2 separate regions of the Danio rerio genome follow, and region 1 is linked to region 2. A link is a contact called in public Hi-C data. All regions are on one chromosome and are shown on one strand. The core of a region is the stretch at or near the end of the contact, and the rest is flanking DNA. Distances in the headings are between cores, read along the strand shown. Region 1 overlaps slc26a11 (solute carrier family 26 member 11). Region 2 holds the start of atp6ap2 (ATPase H+ transporting accessory protein 2).

What was found. A called contact is a pair of places that touch in the nucleus more often than the background predicts.
Region 1: a Hi-C map of hematopoietic stem cells shows a contact between it and region 2, with 2.2 times the contacts expected there. The contact joins the enhancer-like site here to the promoter of atp6ap2 in region 2. A contact is called at or near these places in 2 of 18 Hi-C or Micro-C datasets (embryo and hematopoietic stem cells).

Annotation. Positions count from the first base shown.
Region 1 is chr22:11,165,616-11,170,865 of GRCz12tu, reverse strand. slc26a11 (solute carrier family 26 member 11) reads left to right here. Exons shown (of 16, transcript NM_199767.1): 2 at 548-961; 3 at 2,854-3,046. The coding sequence starts at 785. It also overlaps a transcript of sgsh not described here. Among named protein-coding and RNA genes, the nearest start is that of sgsh, 4.9 kb to the left of the region's middle. Within about 2 kb of position 3,540, at least 9 of the 62 cell types and tissues checked have an H3K27ac peak or open chromatin away from gene starts, as enhancers often do.
Region 2 is chr22:10,784,847-10,790,511 of GRCz12tu, reverse strand. It overlaps atp6ap2 (ATPase H+ transporting accessory protein 2), which reads left to right and starts at 1,901. Exons shown (of 9, transcript NM_213023.2): 1 at 1,901-2,062; 2 at 2,892-3,022; 3 at 3,123-3,251; 4 at 3,882-3,977. The coding sequence starts at 1,915. It overlaps LOC137488909 (a long non-coding RNA gene), which reads right to left and starts at 1,907. Exons shown (of 3, transcript XR_011008192.2): 1 at 1,750-1,907; 2 at 1,501-1,564; 3 at 1-190.

The DNA of each region.
Region 1 (5,250 bases), core at 2,291-4,790, 380 kb before region 2:
AAAAATTTCACGGTTTCACAGCATTGTGCTTACTGCTAGAAAATATATCCTTTTTAAATATCTGGGTAAAATCAAAAACCTTTTTCCCCTTTGAACACAATATATTTTATTTTGAGAAACATCTATAATATTTTGAAACGTTAAACATGTCAGGCTAAACAACTCCAATGAATCATTGACTTCTCCTGTCTTCATTTGTTTTAAAGACACTGATTTCGTTACGATTTAAAACGGCATCTTTGGAGATAATTTCTGCTGGAGATACCGTTGTACTGTTGTACTCACACATACCTTAGAAAAGGTATCTAAAACCTTGACTTTTCCAAACCGCGGTATACCTTAAAAACGATTATCTTCCCATGCCTATAAGCAATGCCACAATCATTAATTGTACTAAAAAGAAGTTTAGCTCTACTGTGTCTTCTTCTGTTTGTTTTCCAGAGTTTGAGTCTTGTGATCATGACTTTTATTGCTTACAGTCACGCTGTCTTTGTGGTTTTATCAAATAACATCCCCCACTTATGTTATGATGTTCAAATATCCACAGGTTTACTTCTCAAAAGAACAAGAATGGAGAATCAAGAAGAAGCTTTGCTTCCAAAGCAGTCCAGGAGATCTTGTTTACACATGTGATCAGTAATTGCTCAACCCTTTCTATGAACTGCATGTTTAACCGCACCCATTAAGTACATCCTGGATGAAGAATGACTGCTCTCTTCATGATCCTGGACTGATTCTGATCTGAAATCAGTGGTGTTTTTTATGTGGTGATCTGGATCTTGTGATGGAGCCTCATACCTGCTGGTTTCCCGCCCTGCGCTCTTGTTTTCCCATAATCACCTGGTTGCCCCGATATAACCTGACATGGCTGAAGATGGACGTGATCGCCGGTCTGACCGTGGGTTTGACGGCGGTTCCTCAAGCTCTGGCTTATGCGGAGGTGGCTGGTTTACCTGTGCAGGTAAACATATTCACAAACATTCAGCAATTCGAATTGAAGAACGATTTCCGTGTTCACACCAGTAAAATCAACTTTGGTGTGATTGCTAGGCCCAGACGGAATCTGCGCGCACAGAATTCTGCAGATTTCCACAGATTTTTAGCCCATCATAAATTCTGTTTATTTATTTAATTAAATGTATGCTAATCTATATTTATTCAGTTTTTTTAAGTTAACTACAGTAATATTATTAACTAATATGAAAATGTTCATCTGATTTATGTACAATCCAGTTTGTACAGTAATATTTTCTGTCTTTTAGTAGAGATATTATATGAGAAACTTGCTTTGTGTCCCAAATAATGGATCTAATTGGATTTGCATTTTAAATATAAAATAAAAGTTATATATATATATATATATATATATATATATATATATATATATATATATTTTTTTTTTTTTTTTTTTTTTTTTTTTTTATATTAAGGTTTTAGTTATGATACTCCCAAAATAATTCCGCAGAAATCCGCAGATTTTTTTCCAAAATTCTCAATGGAAATAACAAAAAACCTCCGCAGATTCCGTCTGGCCCTAGCAATTGCTCTGTTGTGTTGTTCATGTGAATGAGTGTGAATGCTGACTTTAAAACCTTTGTTAGCACCAAACAAGACTGGGACCACTAAAAAGCTTCCAAAATGAAGTCTGATCCGGTTACACTGAAATACTGTATGAATGCAACAAAAGCTCAAAAGATCTAAATGAATGAGCTATAAACAGGGCGTTATGGCCAAAACTAAAATTTGTTACAATTTTGAATGAGGGGAGCACAGTGGTTCAGTGGTTAGCACTGTCGCCTCACAGCAGGAAGGTCACTGGTTCGAGTCCCGGCTGGGTCAGTTGGCATTTCTATTTGGAGTTCTGCATTTCATGTGGGTTTCCTCCAGGTGCTCTGGTTTTCCCCACAGTCCAAACATATGAGCTATAGATGAAGTAAATTGGCCGGAGTGAGTGTGTGTGTGTGTGTGTGTGTTTGTGTGTGTGTGTTTGTGTATGTGTGTGTATGAGTGTTTCCCAGTACTGGGTTGCAGCTGGAAGGGTATCCGCTGAGTAAAACCTATGCTGGAATAGTTGGTGGTTCATTCTGCTGTGGCGACCCCTGATAAATAAGGAACTAAGCCGAAGTAAAATTAATTTTGAATGTTAAATATTACATTATATTTGTTTTCTAATTTTGTTGTCTTTAGTGGAAGGATATAATTAGATTTTTCAACTTAACAAATGTAACATTAGTAAAATAATTCATTTCTTTAATTAATCCTGCTTCTCTGGGATTTTCACTTATGTAGAATCTGGTTATTTAAATAGCAAAACACTATAGGAATGATGAATGCTTGATTCTGATTGGCTGATGGATATTTTAAGGTGTGGCGTTATTTTCATTTAAACAATGGCTGAAGTAGTTCCAGGCAAGACGGCATTACAGTTTCATATCACTACGCTGAATGATTTCAGTTATTGCAAAGCCTAAAATTGTCACGAAAATCACAACAAAACAAAACAAAAGGCTTTCAATGAGATGCGGAAGAATCTAGTCCTACACACTGGAGCAGTTTAAGGTCAAAAACCTGACAAATTTCTGAAATACAGCATCTGAACAGCATTGTTAGGTGTGGTAATCGTAGTATAAGCAAAATAACTGCCTCCAGTCCGTTAAGGTGTGCACTATTTCGGAATAATTCAACGGCTCATGATTATCAGTTTTACTTTTTATAATATTAAACTATTTATACTGTATTTATGATCAAACAAATACTTGGTGAAGATAAAAGGCAACTTTCTGAATTATCACAAATCATAATTATATACATTTTTGACCATAAATCTGTGTGTTGTGCTTGTGTGTTTTTCAGTACGGTCTGTATTCTGCATTTATGGGTGGTTTCATCTACTGTATATTCGGCACGTCTAAAGACATTACTCTAGGCCCAACAGCCATCATGTCTCTGCTGTGTTCGTCCTACATCACTGGAGATCCTGTGTTTGCTGTGGTTCTTACGCTGCTGTGTGGCGTCATACAGACGGGAATGGCTCTACTGAGGCTGGGTGAGATGGAAAATGTTTTAAATAAATAATAATAATTATAAATATGGAAATAATTATAGGATCAATGAATTTATTAGGTATGAGTTTAAGTAAAATGTTAATATTTGTTTTATTCAATGAACACTGTAAATGAAATGCTGCATCCCAACACATATCAATTAAGTTAACTTAATCATCTTTACCAATTTAAGTGGATTGAACATAAAACAATTAAGTTGTCCCAAATAAACCTTAAGAATTTCGTTATTTCAAATTCAATTTTAAACAAGTTGTTTAAACAAGCAGCAAACATCATTCTATGAGTGAAGGTCTTATAACCTTTCTTGCATATTTCATTTTGGATATTTTCCCCCAGAAGTTCAGAATGAGGATTTTTTTTTATTTGTTGTTCCTGAAAACTAGGCTAATTCCACCAAATATGGATTTCATAACTTTTCTTAAGCTACAATTGAATGAATATCCATAAAAATATGGTACTTTTTTATTTGAGGTGCAATAAAATCCTCTAAATTAAAAAAACAACCTATTTTAAATTGGTATTATTATAAAATAAAACAACGTTCAATGTAGATTTGAAGTCAGACGTTTCAAATTATCAGCGTGAATTGCGGCTGGCGAGAAGTGTGAGCTGACTTGACAGTCTGTAAATCAGTGTCGTCTTGAAAACAGGAAGCTGGTGTATCTTTAACTATTAGATTGTATTACTTCCTGTGCAACTTCCTCTTCATGTCTGTGAAAGTGCAGACCAAAGTGTAGCAACAGGTCTTTGAAATGCGACAGCTGAGGTTGTAGAAGCGGCTGAGTTGAATAATAAATCACACCTCAGAGGGAACTTGTTGACGGCGATAAAAGATAATATTGTTAAAGTTATTATTATTATTTTTGTGTAATGAGTAATAAAAAAAACATTAAAAGCTTTTGTGTTATTGAGAGTTTTTTTATGATTGTTGCAGATTTAGGGCCTTATCATACACCCGGCGCAATGTGGGGCAAGGCACAACGCAATTGTTGTTTGCTAGTTTCAGCTCGGTGCAAGAGTCGTTTTGACATTTTGCGCTACGCTTTTTAACTAGCAAATGCATTTGCGCTCATATGTGCACCCATAGGTGCTCTGGTCTAAAAAGGAAGGCGTTCTGAGGCGCACTGCTGGCGCGTTGCTATTTTGAGAAACTATAATAGATTTTTCAATAGACCAGAACAAAGCCGGTCTAAAGTCCAGCGCAGAGCGCGTTAGTTATGCGCCTCGCTTACACACTGCTTAATACACACAAGATGTAGAGCAATATGCAAATATCTTTACATATGAAAAATAATTAAAATATTAAGGATATATATAGGATATAATAAGGATATATATAGGATATAAATATAAATGATAAAAATATTAAAAAACAAATTATTTTCCAGGCTACATAAATTTAAAAAGCACTGCCTTTATGCCTTCTTCATCTCAGGAGTCTTTTTTAGTTCATTCATAACAATTTGTTTTTGTATAATGTTATGATTATTAGCAGTATTATTTATTATATGCATATATGCATAAGCCGTTCAATCTGCAACTCATCACTGGGAAACACCCATACACTCTTATTCACACACATACACTACGGACAATTTAGATTTAGGAAATCCACGCGAACATGGGGAGAACATGCAAACTCCACACAGAAATGCCAACTGACCCAGCCGTGGCTCGAACCAGCGACTTTCTTGCTATGAGGCGACAGCGCTATCTACTGCGCCGCCTAATGTTTCTATAATAAAAAATTAAATCTGCCTAAATTGATTATTTACATTACGATAATATGAAATTAAATGTATTTTTACTGCTTTTTACAATAGCTAAATATAAATTGAATCAAATAATCAATTTTTCTTTTATGCCAAAAATCATAAGGATATTATATAAAGATCATGTTTCATGAAGATATTTATTAATTCTCCTACTGAGAATATATCAAAACTCTAATTGAAATACTTCATTTGGTCAACTTAAAAGGTAATTTTCTCAGTATTTAATTTTTTAACCTTTTTTTTAAAGCTTTTAGATTTTCAAATAATATCTTGTCCTAACAAACCATACATAAATGGAAGCTTTCAGATTATATATAAATCTCTATTATTAGTTTTAAAGGACACTTATGACTGATTTCAGCCAGAGTCACGTATAAAAAAAGGATAAATTATAACAAATAAATAATGTA
Region 2 (5,665 bases), core at 652-3,151:
CATTCACACACACACTACAGACAATTTAGCCTACCCAATTCACCTGTACCGCATGTCTTTGGACTGTGGGGGAAACCGGAGCACCCGGAGGAAACCCACGCAAAGGCAGGGAGAAGTTCGAACCGAGGTTCGAACCAGCGACCTTCTTGCTGTGAGACGACAGCACTACCTACTGCGCCACTGCCTTGCCCTAAAACAAAGATTATAATAATAATATAAAATTCTGTGTGGAGTTTAAGAAATGATTTTGAATAGATTAAATCTAAATGTTATACAGAATTCTATTTTATTATATTAATATACCTCAAAATGACTTAAATGGTTTAATCTAACATAATTTGTACAGCTAAAAAGTAAGATGTAATTTAGGATAGTAACTTATCGCATATTCTGTAAACACGTTACTTTTATTAAAAAAACTAAATATAATACATATTAAAAGTGTGAAATTAGTCAAATAAAATAGTAAATAAATATTAAATATACAAACATAAAGTAAATATAAATAAAAATAAATTAAACATTATAATAAAAATACTATATTCCAAGAGCAAAAAAAAAAAAAAAAAAAAATATATATATATATATATATATATATATATACACACACACACACACACACACACACACACACACACACACACACACACACACACACACACATATATATCAATCATCATACAACATGTTTAGAAATGTGTTGAAAAAATCTCTCCGTTACATAGAAATTGGGGGAAAAAATTAACAGGAGTACTTCAACGCTATATATTTTTTCCCCCAATTTCTATTTAACGGAGAGACTTTTTCAACACATTTCTAAACATAATAATTTTAATAACTCATTTCTAATAGCTGACTTATCTTATCTTTGCCATGATGACAGTAATTAATATTTTATGGATATTTCTCAAGACACTTCTATACAGCTTAAAGTGATATTTAAAGGCTTAACTAGGTTAATTAGGCAGGTTAGGGTAATTAGGCAAGTCATTGTATAACGATGGTTTGTTCTGTAGACTATCGAAAAAAATATATAGATAAAAGGGGCTAATAATTTTGTCCTTAAATGGCTTTTAAAAAATAAACATCGTTTTAAACATCTATTTTAAACATCGTTTGGGAAATATTTAAAAAAAAAATATCAAAAGGGGGTTTAATAATTTTGACTACAACTGTGTGTATATATTCATTTAAAAAATAAATTAAAAAGAGAACAATTTATTAACTGAATCTTAGATTAGAAGTAATAATACATTGACAACAACTATATTGAAATAAATTGTTGGACAAACGTTGTATATGTGGAGGGTAAAACTTAATTTTTCCTTATAATTAGCAGAAATTATGATTTTGGGGTACCTTCAAAATATAATCTTTGGAATGGGGTCTGCAGTATGCTATTATTTGATTAAACATACAATTACTGCAAATTACGATTTTAAAAGTTACCTGAAAGGTCAAGGCAGTCTTGTAGACGGGAAAACTGTGCATAATACTAACCTTATGCTGTGTAAAATCCTTGCAGATAGTTGATGACATGTCACATGTCCTGAAGGTCACTAACCTACAGACAGATGGATGGATATATGGATAGATAGATAGATAGACAGACAGACAGACAGACAGACAGACAGACAGACAGACAGACAGACAGACAGACAGGGTCTTGTTTACATCCTTTACGGCTAGAAACGCCTCTGCTGTTAATAATTCCAGTTTAGGTCTAGTAACTTTACGTAAAATTGTTACATTTACACAATTTTCCCCTTCTAAATGTCTCTTCGCTGTAAACAATATAAATTATCAGCATTATCCAACTACATTGGTCGGAATATTGACTTTAACGAACACAAATGTCGGTAAATTCAAGTAAAGTTTGAATCCCGCGGTGGCAGTCGAAGCAGACTGAGGGAAATGTTGTTGCGTCATGACGCACGACGTCACGCGGCTGGCCCTGGTCATGTGACTGGTGTTGCGAGGAAGCGCAGTCCATCAGAAAATCGTCCCGAGATGAATCGAATAATTATGAACGCCGTATTTGCCCTTATAGGACTCTTATCAGGTAAATTGACTTTATATTTGGTCTTTGACGTGTACGTCGTTTTGTTTTATAGGGTCCAGGGGGTTTTAGCGTGTGTTTAATGAATTAATGGCGGCTGCAGTGGGATGCCATAATCCGCAGTCATGTCATTCGATTAAATATCTCCGTTATCAATGTTATCCTGTTAATTCAAGAGTATTTGGAAAGATATTGTGTTTATGTTGCACTCGGCTGTTAAATACAAAGGGGTTTAGTGTTAAATGTTGATCGTGAATGAGGAAGCCCAAGCGGGTCATGTGACAGTCATGGTTTATTTAACAAATCCTACATTTCTAATCAATATTATACTTATGATAGAAATTAAGCTTATGTATTTGTGTTTTTTATACTAGACTAGATTTCAGTGGTTTATATGACACTGGACACCCAAATCTGATAATTTCGGTGCCTCCTAAATGTAAACTGCAGATATTAATGCGTGTTTTAAAACCTAACTCAGAATAATTTATATTAAAAAATATATATTTAAAATATTTGTGGGCTATTTAGTTTCAATAATGTTTATTTAGCTATTTCTATGCATTATAGTGCTGTAATGTTTGATTCTTCTGATTTATATAATTTACAATTTCAACTGCTTTTTTACTTATTTGCTTTGTAATATTATTTTTCATTTGTTTATATTGACTTTCATGAAGTCCTGCTTGAATACAGATGTTTTAATGTACTTAAAACACACACAAAATGTCATTGCGAGGTCATTAGATACAGAAATGTCAAAGCGATTGTCATTTAATTCCAATAAAGATTATGAAAATATGTGAAAATTGATTTCTTAATTTTCTGTCAGGTGTTTTGGGGGACAGTTTGACAGTTTTGCGAAGCCCTCAGTATGTGACTTTTCGGGATGAGCAGTGGCCCATATCGGGTGAAAAGATCCCAGATTTAGTTGCTCTGACCATGGGCTTCTCTGTTCGTGAGGTATTATGTCTGTTTTTTTATTTTTCTTATTTGTTGTAATAGCACATATGATGTCTTAATGTAAACACTGTGATAAACTTGATTTTTTAAAATCTTGCAGGATCTCGATTGGCCAGGTCTGGCTGCCGGTTCACTGTTCCAGCGTCCTCGTGCTAACGCTCTAATCGTTGTGCGTGGCATCGACAGCCTGGACTTTCCAAAAAACGTGTCCTCTTACCCTCTCGAAAATGTGGGTGACACATTCTCACATGCTGGATTTATTTTATGATGTGTGTTGTGCGTTGTTTTGTCTGGCCTTTTACTGATCTTTGACTCACTTTGCAGTTTACCAGAAACTATTGAGTAAAGATAAATAACTCCCTTTAGAACCGGAAAATGGGAAGCAATGTTCATCAGCTATATTTGTAAGTTTTAGAATTGAGCAGCAGTGTAGTTTCCCCTCCAGACTTCCCCATTTTATATCATGAGACATAAGACGCTTTTATCTATCTTGGACTGTGAGGGAAACCAGAGCACTCGGAGGAAACCCATGCGAACATGCAAACTCCACACACAAACTCCTACTGACCCAGCCGAGGCTCGAAGCAGCGACCTTCTAGCTGTGAGGCGACAGCACTACCTACTGCGCCACCACGTCGCCAGATGGAACATTATTTCAGCCATATTTTATTTTCACAAATGTTCATTTTAAACATTGAAGTGGACACTGTACTTGCATTCAATTTGACAGACTACTTCTGTATATACTAAATCATGGTTCTAAATTGGGTTTGATGCAAGACCAAAATGAAACTATCTTTCTTAATGTCTGCCGTTCAGTCTAAATTTTTATCTTCCTGTCTATCTGTTTATGTTGCAGCCGGTTCCGTTCACTCTGGACAGTGTGGCGAATACAATTCACACGCTGTTTGCTGACAGCACGCCTGTGGTCTTACAGCTCGCACCCAGTGAAGAGGTATGACCATAATAAAACACTAACCACACTAATGATGCCTGCAAACAAACAAAATGCTCTGCATTGCAAACCATGCATTTGAGAATGAAGAAGTAGTGTGCAGTTTAACCCTTTATAGGGCACTTTTTGAAATATTCATCAGAAATACAATACTAATGCTTCAGGGGCTTATAACAAGACTTTTGAACTTTTATGACTTGAAAGTTGTGTTGTAATGAATGTCAATGAAGTACTATATGTGACCCTGGACCACAAAATGTGACAGTTTTGACAGTAGCCAAAAATACATTTACAAGTAAAAGCTCATGTTCCATGAAAATATTTTATAAATGTTCTACTTTAAATATATCAAAACAAAATTTTGATTTGTAGCATGGATTGCTAAGAATTTAATTTGGACAATTATTATTATTATTATTATTATTATTATTTTATTGAAGTTTTTATAAAGATAGTATACAAATAACATTTACTTAGAATGTTTACAATCACAAAAAAGAAACAAATAGAAAGAAAACAATAATTGATAAATATTATAATAATAGATAAATAATATTGACAGCTTAAAAATAAAAAAGAGGGGGAGGGGGGGGGGGGGTTAATAAATAAATAAACTTCAATATAAAGGCAATAACTAGGACAAAGACAAAACCCCTGACAGCCTTTCAAAGATCAAGTAAGTATGTTTCAAATAATGCCCTGGTCTATTGGAAAAAGTTTGATTTCAAGTCATTTTGTCAAATACATATATATTTCTGTTTCAACCTCTGTGTCCATTCTGTTGAAGTAGGTTGTCGGGTCTTCATCCAGTTCACTGTAATTATTTTCCTAGCTGTTATTAATAATTTATGTAGTGCAAATAGGTGAGACTGACTGAATTGATCAGGGGGAAGCCATAAAGCATAAAAAATACTGGGTGCATTGGTATGTCATATTCTAAAACGTTTTTAATCTCCCTGGTAACCTCGTGCCAATACACTTGTATTTTGGGACATTCTCAAAATATGTGAACAAAGTCCCACACCTCTCAAACAATCTCTCCAGCATTGTGATAATTGTTTAGAACTATTGAATTTGGCGACCACTAATAAAACTCTGAAAAACCCCCATCTTCATCTTCCAGTCGAATCATCATCCTTCCATATTTGACTGCTTATACCCTTGTGACAATTTGTGCATATTTGTTCCCACATTTCATCCTCTATTATAGTGTTTAATTCTAATTCCCAATCTCTTTTGAGGTAATAAGAGTCATCAGATTTGTCCTGCATCAATTTTCTATATAAATGGGCTAATTTGGAAAAATTTAAAGGCGATTTTCTCAATATTTACATTTATTTTAACCATACACCAATGTAAAGCTTATTAAATTTCATGCGATGTATTAATCCCAATTTTCAAAAACAAAATTGACTCTTCTGACACCAACAATATATATAATATACCAAAGGTGCACAAATTTTACCACATTGTCAATATAAGAACTAAAACAAACACGCCCATAACCCAACAGCAACCACCCCTTTTTTGATATGTCAGTTATAGTTATTAGACACGCCCCTTACTGCTGATAGGCTGTGAATTTGTTTTTTGGAACTCTGTGGTAAAAAAAAAAAAAAAAAAAAACATTTTTCAAATATTGTTTAGTGCACATTTAAATAAGAAACTACTTTGAAGACTATTATAAT